Linked DNA regions of Mus musculus: regions 2 and 3 are each linked to region 1. A link is a contact called in public Hi-C and promoter capture Hi-C data. All regions are on one chromosome and are shown on one strand. Each heading gives the region's core, a stretch centred on a gene start, on an enhancer-like site or on the middle of the called end of the contact. The rest is flanking DNA. Distances are from core to core; before and after follow the strand shown. Region 1 overlaps Spg20 (spastic paraplegia 20, spartin (Troyer syndrome) homolog (human)). Region 2 has its middle 18 kb from the start of Gm40044. Region 3 overlaps Siah2 (siah E3 ubiquitin protein ligase 2).

Region 1 (3,653 bases), core at 664-3,163:
GACAGTTAGTATAAAATGGGGGCTGATTATTCTAATTAGATCCCTTTGTACAAAGCACTACATTATTTTCTAGTTCAATATTGAACAATATTCACTTAGTCCTCACAGCATTCCATCAAACTGACTAGTAATTTTTACTTTTAAATGGTAAAATAAAACTATAAAATTGTATACATTAACAGGACAACCAGTAATGTTTTGATGAGTGTACATATATCAGAATGTTTAAAGCAAGTTAGATATGTTATCTCTTCAGAAACCCATTATTTCTTCATAGTGAAAACCCGAAAGCACGGCAGGTCACTCCTAACTAACTTATCCACCGACTGACCCTTTATCTCCCCCATCTACTTCGCCCACACATCTCGGCCTCAGTAAACGTCACTGCTCTCTCAGCCTTTAGATCTAGCCTGTGGTACTTGACTGTGTCAGGTGATTCCCTCAACAGAATGAGCGCCGGTTGCTTCTGTGGTGCATGGTGTCCCACCGTATACACATGCCACATAGTCTTCACCCGTCCCCACGGACAAGCAGGTCATTTCCCCTGGGAAAATGTTGACTGGTAGTCATCACAAACACTGAGGCGAAGGCAGGCCACTGAGGCAGGCTCAGTACTGACAACTGGAAAGTGAAGCTTGCCCCTGAGCTTTGTCACACTTTGTCAGAGATGCAGAGTGACTACTTAATTAGGTCTTGCTTTTGCTACTGCCCAGAGAACCTAATGTGTCAGACACAGAGCAGAACATGGCTTGTCACTAGCTGTGACAAATGATACTGTGGTACCAATGGGAAGGTCAGTTTGTCCCAACACTCAGACTTAAGCGCATATCCTGGCTGTCTAAATCAGAATTCCTAAATACATTCATTTCTTATCTATTACACCCCTGTAGCAACTGAGACGGAACCACCCAGCCTTAGAACACTGTCTACCATGAGGAAAGCCGAGGGACGGTCTATGGAGACAAGCGAAACTCAGACACCCCAACACCAGCCCCTTTCTGACAGCAGGAGATACATGTGTGGACTGGGCGCCCAGGGCCCGGCGCTGGTCCTGGCAAGCCTCGCAAGTACTGTCAAGTCCTTTTTTTTTTTTTAATGATTGGATTTTATCTTCTATCTCAAAATCCACTCAGGTAGATTAGAATAAAGGTAACTACAATGTTTTGTAGAGTATAAGTGGTGCCAGGGACAAGACAAAAGAAAAGCCCAGTGGTTAATTATTTAGTATGTATTAGAAAATCTGCCTATTGAAAATAACCTTACTCTCAGGTCCTAAACATATTAATAATGATTTTTTAGAGCCCAGGAAAGTTTACCTAATGTCTAATAGATAGCTGTGTTGTTACTGTCTATTTTGTTGTTTTGTTTTATAGGATAAATAGGTTCAGTAGACATGCCTTAACTCCTTATCAGAACAGTGCTGCAAATATTTGAGCGATGACGTATTAAACTTGGGGTACAATTCTACTTCTTATTTAGGACCCAAAACAAGGTATACAACCAGTCAAAAGCCAAATGAAATAAATGAAGACAAACTGCTGCTGGAACCAGAGCAGCTCCGCAGCTGAGATCTGGCAGCCAAGGCGTGTTTCTGGCGCCCAATTCCGGCTATTCCAGTTTCAAGGATCCAGTGTTCTCAGAGCTGTGACTACACAACTGGCAGAAACTCTCCGTGGCCCCTCCCCTCCCCTCAGTCATGAGACCTGTGAGACTTCTTCCTTAAGATAACCAAGTCAGTAAGTCAGTTCTTGCCCAGTAAGGAATCTGTTTTCCAGACCTCTGATAAGCTTCCAATTGTTGCTAATGACTTTCAAGTTGGCTTCCATAAGAACCAGGACAAAGTACCATTAGGAGGACTACAGAAGGCCAATGTCTGGCAAAATTACCTTATCTGAATCTGGGAACAGGTAACTGCTTTGTTTAAACACAAATCCATTGACAGTACACTGTGACCCAGTTTCAAAAGCCCATGTCTCTGCACCTATGCCCAACCTTTTCCCAGGAGACTGTTGCTGGTCTGCACCCTAAGAAGACCCCACTGAACGCAACACACATCTTTACTTCAAATTAGTCCTTGCTCTTGTCTGCAGTGCAGCCCTCTAGGCCAGGGCTTCTGAACCCTGGCCTGACTAAGGTTTAGGGACAGATAACTTTCCTCTTGATGGGGCATTTAGCAGTTTCTCTGACCACTCTATCTAATACACCAGCTCTCAGCTGCTGTACTGACTTGGTCTGTGTGTCAGTCAGCTTGACGAGGGCTAGAGTCATCAGAGAGGAAGGAGCCTCAGTTGAAGAAGTAAATGTCTTCATGAGATCCAGCTGTCTCAACTAGTGATCAGTGATCAAGGGCCTAGCTCATGGAGGGTGGTGGCATCCATAGGCTAGCAGTGGTCATGGGTTCTTTAATGAAGCTGAGCAAGCCATGGGAAGCAAGCCAGTAGCAACACCCCTCCATGGCCTCTGCATCAGCTCCTGCCTCCAGGTTCCTGCCCTGTTTGAGTTCCTGTCCTGACTTCTTCCGGTGATAGACTGATCTGGAAGTGTAAGCCAAATTAATCTATTCCTCCCCATCCTTCATTTTGGCCATGGCATTTGGTCATAGTTATAGGAACCTTGATTACACAGCTGTGATGAAAACAGGTTCAGACATTGTCATGTGATCGAAAGGGGCAAAACTGCCCTTGGCTGACTGATTCCAGGCCAGTTTAGAACTTCCGGTTGATCTTGATAACATTTGTGGATATTCAGTTACGTATTCAAATGTATCACATAAATTCCCTTTGAAATTTAAGTAACACGTCTTCTGATAAAGAATTGTTCTCTTGGGCTGGAGAGAAGGCTCAGGTCCTGAGTTCAATTCCTAGCAATCACATGGCGGCTCACAACCATCTGTAATGAGATCTGATGCCCTCTTTCTGGTGGGTCTGAAGACAGTGACAGTGTACTCATTCATACACATACAATAAATTAATCTTTTTTTTTTTAAAATTGTTCTCTTGGGTCCTAAAATCAATTACAAATAAAACCAAACTAGATTCCCTGTAGTGAGAATTCTAGAACTGAGCATGCATTTGTTTTACTCCCAGGTGTGGGGATACGGGGTTGCTCCACAGTGGCTCATGATGATTTGCCTCTAGCTCTAGCTGCAGATAGTCGGTGTGATGTTTGGACGTCTGGGAGCCCTGAGAGGTAGGGTTGGTGCTCAGTACTCTTTCAGGGGGGTTGGCTGAGGTTTGTTAATAGTCAGTGCTCAAAGAAGAAACAAGAAGAAAGAAATCAGATTCAAGGCTCTCTGTCTCTCTCTCCCTCTCCCCTCTCCCTCTCTCTCTCTCCTTTCTAGTGATGGGGTGAACCAGGAGATCTGAAGGGTGGGGAAAGAACCCACAAAGTAGCAGAGGCCAGCTACAACTTTCCCAGCACACACAAACATGGATGTGTTCAGCACCCAGTAGAACCGTTGTTTCCTCTGCTCATATCCTGGACATGGTATATGTCAAGAAATGAAAATGGGATGTTTCTGGCTTATGCTTATATGTTGTCTGGAAGGGCTTACCTGGAGAAACCCAGGAGGGCGGTTCAGAACTGTATCCAGAGAATTATCCAAGAACCGCACGATCCGCAGATACCCAGGGTACGAGGGAGCACTGACCTCT
Region 2 (3,653 bases), core at 671-3,170, 3.9 Mb after region 1:
CACCTACCCATCCGGCAGCATGTGCGCAGTGCACGTGGTCCTCACTGCAACATGTTTGCAGGGACAGGAGCCTGAACAAGGCTGCGCCCGATGAGACCTCAGCATCACTGTGCTGCTGAAGGGGACAAGGCTGTGCCTGGATCCCTGACATATGGGCTCCTGGTTTAACAGCAAGCCACCTCAAGAGCAACACTGTATGTAATCCAATATACACAATAAAATATGTGGAAAAGGACTGGTGAGACAGCTCAGCTTGGAGCTTGATGACCCGAGTTCTCAGAGCCACAGAAAGGGAGGAGAGAACTGACTTCTATAAGTTGTTCTCCGATTGCCATGCTCGCTCTATGGCCCTCTCATATTCAAATACACAAGCACTATATATACAAATCTATGTACACACACACACATTACAGCATTCAAAACACTTCTGCATGTACATGTGCACAGAACCACTGTGAGCTGTTAACTATGTCCCCTTCTGATACAAGAGTGAGGAGTCCCACTTCTATAAGGTCCGAGGAGGCATGAAAGGGAGTTTTATGTTTATATTCTAGATGCCCCTACATGGTTAGACTGCTTCCCCCCACCCGCCTTGTGCTCTTCTCTCCTCCCCTCTCTTCCCCTTCCTTTTCCTCCCTTCCACTCCCTCCCTAAGTTTGGACTGAAACCACAGGGCTGACATTCCTGGGTCTCCACCTTGGAGGCAGCACATTGTGGGCATATTACTCTCCACAGCTGGAGAGCTGACGCCTCTTGGTAAATCTCGCCAGAGATCCCCCTGTGTCTCCTCCTATTGGTTGGCTCTTCTGGAGAGCCCTAAGATTTTTCCTTCTCTTCAGAATTTTCCATCCGGGGCTGGAAGAAGGATAGAGGTCAGAAAAATCCAAGTGGTGCAACGGAGACCCAGAAGCACAAGGTCAGAGGCCAGCTGCCCAGTGGACTCATGTACCCTTAGATTGCTAGTACTCAGAGCGGCCCTATATCAACCTCCGCCAAGATCCAGGCAGCTGGCCAAGAGGCAAGGGCAACCTAGGACAGGGCAAAGGGGCAGGCAGCACCTGCCTAAAGGCAGGGCCTACTTGGTCATCTAGATGGTCAAATTATAGGGCTCAGAATAAGGAGGTGCCGTGAAGCCTATCCCTGAACATATGATGCCCAATACCAAAGAACTACAGAGCTGGGATGTAATTTATTATCCCTGTAGCTTTGATAAAGAGCTCACTGAAAGGCCGAAAGCTACCGCAGCGTGGGAGGGAGGATGCCAGAGGGTGGTTGGTCTGAGGACCAGAGCTGAGCAGATTGAGGATTAAACAGAAGTCTTGAAGCTCATATGGGGAAGGGAGATGGAGCCATGATCTATAGATACAAGATGCCCCCCAACTTCTGCTGAGCATACTGGGAGCCAGACAGTAAATGCTAACTTGACTGGGTTTCAAGTGAAGCTTCCTGTCACCGTGGATGCTTGCTTGTACAAGGCCCTAGGTTCAGCTTCCAACACCTTCCCCAGGGAAACATAGCGAGAGCAAAACTGAATTTCCCCTCAAGCGTTAGCCCAAAGCCACCATAGGCAGCCTGCTGTGGACGAGACTGTCACTCTCGAAACTGAGCCAGGTCTGAGTCAGCACAGTTAGTTTACCTTGAACCTTCTCCAAGGTAAAGATGGAACATTTCATGGGTTTCGTACACGGTAATGAAATGCCACGTCTGTGTCCATCCCCAGAAACACTCTTTTTAAAGAGTATTTTCTTTTTAAAACGGCATTTCTCTCCCTCTCTTCTTCCTTTGTTCCCTCCCCTCTCTCCCTCCAACCTTCCCGCCCTTCTCCATAGCTGAGGATGACCCCGTAGCTGAGGCGCTCTGATCCCCAGCTTCTGTCTCCTGAGAGCTGGGACGTCACGTGTTCACCACCACACCTGGCTTATTCAATGCTTGGAGTGGAACATAGGGCTCCGTGCATGCTAGGTGAGCGATCTACCGAGCCCCGTCTCAGTCTTAAAATAGCATGTTCAGTGATTTCTCCAGAATATTGTTGGTTAGCCAGAGCGAGAGGTTTCAGAACCTAGGGATGGGCTCACCCATCTGATAGAGCAGACCATGAGGCTGGCGAGTCCCCAGCCAGTCTGTGCTCTTGTACCACAATAGGTACAGCCTTGGCTTCTTCAGATGGGGTAGCTATGCTCGGCTTCTAATGTCAAACTCCTTGTTACTACGTTCGCGTTTGTCTGTAGGTTACAAGCTCCCAGTCAGGCAGACAGGCCCCTGTCTTGTGAACCTCAGAGTATTTTGTTCTATAACGCTGCAACATGAATCTCTCTCCTAACTCAAGCTTCATAACACCCCTCTCTGGGCGTTTCTGCTCCCCTGACACCCTATTTCTCAGACATCTAAGGATTCTGGGAGTGAGCTAGTCCACCTAGCAGAATCTATTTCTGATCACACAGGGGCTGCCGGAGCTGGTGAAATGTTGCTCAGACACGATTGAAATACAAGTCTCACTCCCTGCCTTGTCAGATGTACAAGTCAATCGTTCCCTCTTGCTCGACTACGCATTGATGGCATTTTCTATCGACCAGAGCTCAGTCCAGCCCGGAGCCTTTAGTACTATACATGACTTTGGCCTTTCTGTATTGGCTGCTGGAGGAGGAGGTGCTCTGGGCCCTGCAGATACAAGGGTCAGGTTATTCACAGCTCTCTTACCTCAGCACTGGCTGTATTGAGAAGTTTTGTTTGCTTTGTTTCCAACCAGATCACCTTAGCTGTTGCCAGAAGGTGTGGATTCCTTCTCATTTTTATGATTGCTGTAGCTTGGTGTGGTCTCATAAACGATAAACTAATGCCACTCTGTAGGTAGTTCTAATTTTACACGTTTGTCAAGCTCTGAGTCATCGGTTCTGTGATTCTGAGCTCCCTTCTTTAAAACAAAACAAAACCCTTGGCTCTTTTGGGAGCCGAGGATGTAGCTCAGTGGTTAGAGCTCCTAGCATGCATGACAACTTGGGTTTGAATCCCGGCACTTGGCAGTCAGAAGCAGAACTTCAAGGTCACTGCCCCCCCCCCCCCACATATATATGGAGTCCTGCATTAGCACTTGAGACTCTGTCTAAAAAAAAAAAAGCAAAATTCTGTTTTCTTCCCGGGGGACAGAGTTTGGGTTGAATTCCCTTCCTTAGAGAGAGGCAGGAGGGAGGGTGGACTGACATTTGCTCCCTTTTGTGTGGGATTGTGGGTGACATGAGGGCACCCTCCCTGCTTTCTCGGTGACCAAACCTGTTTTCCAGGACAGAGCAGCCAGCTTTGGCACACTAGCCGTTTCCAGGGCAGCACAAGAGAAGCTGAGTTAGCTTAGGATGGAAATTCCATTGCTTGTATGGAATTCAGACATTACTGGGTGGGAAATCAGCTAGCTTCAGAAATGAGCACACAAATAGTCATTAGAAAGTGGATAAGGGAATGGGGCCGACATAGGGAGTCTAAGTAACATACACGAGGGCTAGAAGAGGTGACTCAGGGGTTAAGAGGGTGTACTGCCCTTGGAGGGGACCCCAGTTTAATTCCCAGCACCCATGGTCAGCAAGGAGATTACAACTGCCTGTAACTGTAGGTCCAGGAGAACTGATGCCCTCTTCTGGCCTCCTCTGGCACGGCACTCACCT
Region 3 (3,653 bases), core at 801-3,300, 3.6 Mb before region 1:
TCCTGTGCCAATGAGCTCAAGGCTATTCCCCACTTTCTCTTCTATCAGATTCAGTGTATCTGGTTTCATGTTGAGGTCTTTGACCCATCTAGAGTTGAGCTTTGTGGGGTGATGAGTATTGGAGTCTTATGCATACAGGTATCCGGTTGGACCAGCACCATTTGCTGAAGATGCATCCTTTTTTCTAGTGTGTACTTCTGGTTTCTTTATAAAAAATTAAATGTCCATAGGTCTGTGTTTGCATCTGGGTTTTCAGTTTCATCCATTGATCAGTCTCTGGTTTTGTGCCAACGCCATGTGGTTTGTATTAGATAGCTCTGTAGTACAACTTGGAATTGGGAATGATGAAACCTCCAGCAGTTCTTTTATTGTCCAGGATTGTTTTAGCTTTCTTGGGTTTATTTGTGTTTCAATACGAAGCTGAGAATTGTCCTTTTAAGATCTGTGAATAATTGGAATATGTATGGAAATTGCATTAAATCTGTAGATTGCTTTTGGTAAGGTGGCCATTTTTACTATATTCTACCAATCCATGAGCATGGGGGAATCTTTCCATCTTCTGGTATCTTCTTCAGTTTCTTTCTTTGGTGCCTTAAAGCTTTTATCAAAAAACTCTTTCACTTGCTTGGTTAAAGTTATGCAAGATTTCTTATATTATTCCATGCTATTGTGAAAGATATCATTTCCCTGATTTCTTTCTCTGTCATTCATATATAAATTTCTTTCTGTGAGTTAATTTTGTATGCAGCTACTTTGCTGAAATGGTTTATTAGCTCTAGGAGTGTTCGGGTGGAGTTTTTTGGGTCACTTAATATATACTATCTGCAAATTAAGACTACATGTAGAGTACTTTTCTCAATCTAGTTTATGAGAGTGCAGTTGGGCCAAGCCATCATGCAGATCAGGAGCCAAGCTTATAATAGGTCTTAGGGTTACTTTTGTGTGTGTGTATTTATGATGTTTATAAAACTGGAGTGTGTATCCCTTACATTTGATTAAGCAGTAATCCAAACTATTTGAGCAGGGCAGCTCAACCATTTGGTGTGGAAAAGCCAAATTTGGATGTGTACTTAACTGCAGCCACCAAAACTCTTCATTGGAGATGAAAAAGCATTAAGGAGTAAGGTCTGTGTCAGATTGGAAACAAGGCAGGTCTGTGTGCTTAGCTCAGATGGTCCAGCTCAGTGTAGGGCTGCTCTCTTGTTGAGGAGCCTGGGCTCCTCAGCCTCTCTACTTCAGAACAGGGATTCTCAGTGAAAAGGGGCAAACGGCCTTTTCACAAGCATCGCCTAAGATCACTGAAAACACAAGTATTTACATTATGATTCATAACAGTAGCAAAATTACGGTCATAAAGTAGCAACTAAATAATTTTATTGGGGGCTTGGGGGGGGATGAGGGTGAGGGGGTGGTCACAACATGAGTAAAAGTTTAAAGGGTCATTAAAGGGTCACAGCTTTAGGAAGGTTGTTGAAAGACAAGAGGCTTCCCCAGCCCCTGAGGCTGTATGTGTCTGTTACCTGTCTTCCTTGCGCTAGTCTCTGGGAGTATTTAGATAGTCTGTCTCAACTGTATTACATAGGGCCACTCCTTTAAAGTGTCAGCTAGGTTGTCTGACCTTTTCTCTTTCTCTCTTTTTTTTTTTTTTTTTTAACAAAGCAACCTTGTTACACTCTAACCTCAGAAAAGACTTGCTGAGGCTTTCAAATTCAGTGGTGATATGTAGTCACATTTCAGGAACTTTGAAAGAAGATAAATACAAATGGAAAACATGTCGTAGAATGATATGAGAGGACTAGAGAGGTTTAGTATTTCCTACAGTATGTTGGACAGCATAGGCAGACTCCTTATCCAAAAACACCAAAGGGCAACCTTTTACTCCTGCATAGGAGCTGGGAATGTGGAGACAGCTATGCCAGGCATTCATAGAGGGGAAAAAAGAGAAAAGCTAGAAACTGGACTTTGATGTCAAATCTCAACCCCTGATCCCTCCCTGAATCGCTCACCTTTGGCCAAATTCAAACATAAAGCCAGTACTAACAGGGCAAACTGTCTATATCTACATGCCAAATTCCTTCTGCTTAGGGTCAGCCATTGCTTGGCTCTGTTTTAGGCAGTGTTTACTGAGCTAGATCTCTGCATACCTGATGTGAAAATCTGACAGCTATAGAAAAATTATCTTGTGTGTTGTATGGATGCATCTGACGTGTCAGTTAAAAAGCCTTTGTCCTATGGCTTAGGCAGGAAATTGGAGGCAGGCCATCCCGGCAGAAAACGAATTCTGGAGAAGAGCAAGGTAGAAGATCTAGGTGCCTGGGAAGATATGAGGGGATGGACACATGGTCATGAGCACAGGGAACCCGCCACGGGGCAGAGTGTAGGTTAAAATAATTGGGTTGTGTGAGTCATGATCTAGTCAGAGTAGAGCCTAGATATATGGCCAAGATATTTGAGTCTGAGTCCTATTTCTGGGAGCATGGGACTGGGAGGAAGCACCTGGAGCTAACTCAACACAGTTTCTGTAACATTCTTTGTTTAGGTCTTTATATTCTACGAGGCATTCATTCTGCTCAGTGATAGAATGTAACCATTGTCCCAGGAGCTCGTTGACTTTGTACAAAGTGGTTCCTTTTTAGCCTTTGGGGGTCTTTAGAAGCAGGGCCAGGGCTAAATGATTACAATGGAGATTTTTCTTGCCCTAAAATTCTAGAATCTGCTAAGTGGTCATGGGAACAAAATCACTAGAGAGAAGGCAGAAGAGCCAGGTTCTCAGAAGGCCTAGCTATGATCTAGGTGTGAACTTCCCTGAGCCAATTAGCTCATCTACGACAATAAATAGACTTCCTACATGGTGGATATATTGAGATCAGATTTAAAAGGCCATAGAAGGTCCTTCCTCACCAGTGCAAATGGAGGCCAGCTGGTGGTACTGTGCTGGGACAGGGAAGCCCACTTGCAAAAATATGTTTAAAGATTTCTTCTTAGTCTCAAAACTTCTCCCATGAGTCACTGTCTTCAGAAGCTGTCTCTATATTCTTTACAGTTGCCTGAAATTGACCGTGTTGGCCCAGAGACTTAGAGTAGTACACGAAGAACCAGAACTCTCACCCATTACTCCAAGGGTCAGTACTTTAAAGAACAAGATTGACAGTTCAGCTTTTGAATGTCAAGCGGAATTGAAGGCTACAAAATTGCAAAGCAGTGCTAAAATTGAAGGTTGGTTCTGATGTAATTGACCAAAGGTTTCACCTGGTTAGCACAACCTGGAACTAAAGTCAGCTGCCACTAAAGTTATCCTTCCTACAGCCAGACTAGAAGCCAGCTAAAAAGTATGGTAAATCTGGCCTAGAAAGTACCAGCCTGAGATTCAATTGGAGTCTCTTTGTTCCTTACAGCTCTTTCTTGTAAGCTCCATACAATGTATACCATTGGTGTATAACAGCCAGGCTAAGCAGCACTTCTTATTCAGACATGTAAAGCCTTCATTCAGGAGAGGCATGAGATAGGTATGCATTTGATCACCTGAATGCCAGCACCTGCCACCAGCGAGTACCTGGGATATTAGAATGAGTTTCCATTTTGCACATCCAGAAAAGGAGACTAGAGCTGTTTTCCTGGTTAAATGTGTGTTCATCCTTCAGGTCTTATTGGAG

What was found. Promoter capture Hi-C pulls out the DNA fragments that hold promoters and counts their contacts. Hi-C and Micro-C count contacts between places; a contact is called where the count stands out from the background.
Region 2: a Hi-C map of liver shows a contact between it and region 1, with 6 times the contacts expected there. The contact joins two enhancer-like sites. A contact is called at or near these places in 1 of 39 promoter capture datasets (liver) and 1 of 484 Hi-C or Micro-C datasets (liver).
Region 3: a promoter capture Hi-C map of liver shows a contact between it and region 1, with 9 times the contacts expected there. The contact joins two enhancer-like sites.

Annotation. Positions count from the first base shown.
Region 1 is chr3:55,117,696-55,121,348 of GRCm38.p6, reverse strand. It overlaps Spg20 (spastic paraplegia 20, spartin (Troyer syndrome) homolog (human)), which reads right to left. Exons shown (of 9, transcript NM_144895.2): 2 at 3,554-3,653. Among named protein-coding and RNA genes, the nearest start is that of Spg20, 7.4 kb to the right of the region's middle. Within about 2 kb of position 1,913, at least 37 of the 459 cell types and tissues checked have an H3K27ac peak or open chromatin away from gene starts, as enhancers often do. A contact at or near this core is called in liver, where this site is marked.
Region 2 is chr3:51,200,123-51,203,775 of GRCm38.p6, reverse strand. No RefSeq gene overlaps it. Among named protein-coding and RNA genes, the nearest start is that of Gm40044, 18 kb to the left of the region's middle. Within about 2 kb of position 1,920, at least 45 of the 459 cell types and tissues checked have an H3K27ac peak or open chromatin away from gene starts, as enhancers often do. A contact at or near this core is called in liver, where this site is marked.
Region 3 is chr3:58,685,113-58,688,765 of GRCm38.p6, reverse strand. The region is part of intron 1 of Siah2 (siah E3 ubiquitin protein ligase 2); the gene reads left to right. Among named protein-coding and RNA genes, the nearest start is that of Siah2, 5.4 kb to the left of the region's middle. Within about 2 kb of position 2,050, at least 12 of the 459 cell types and tissues checked have an H3K27ac peak or open chromatin away from gene starts, as enhancers often do. A contact at or near this core is called in liver, where this site is marked.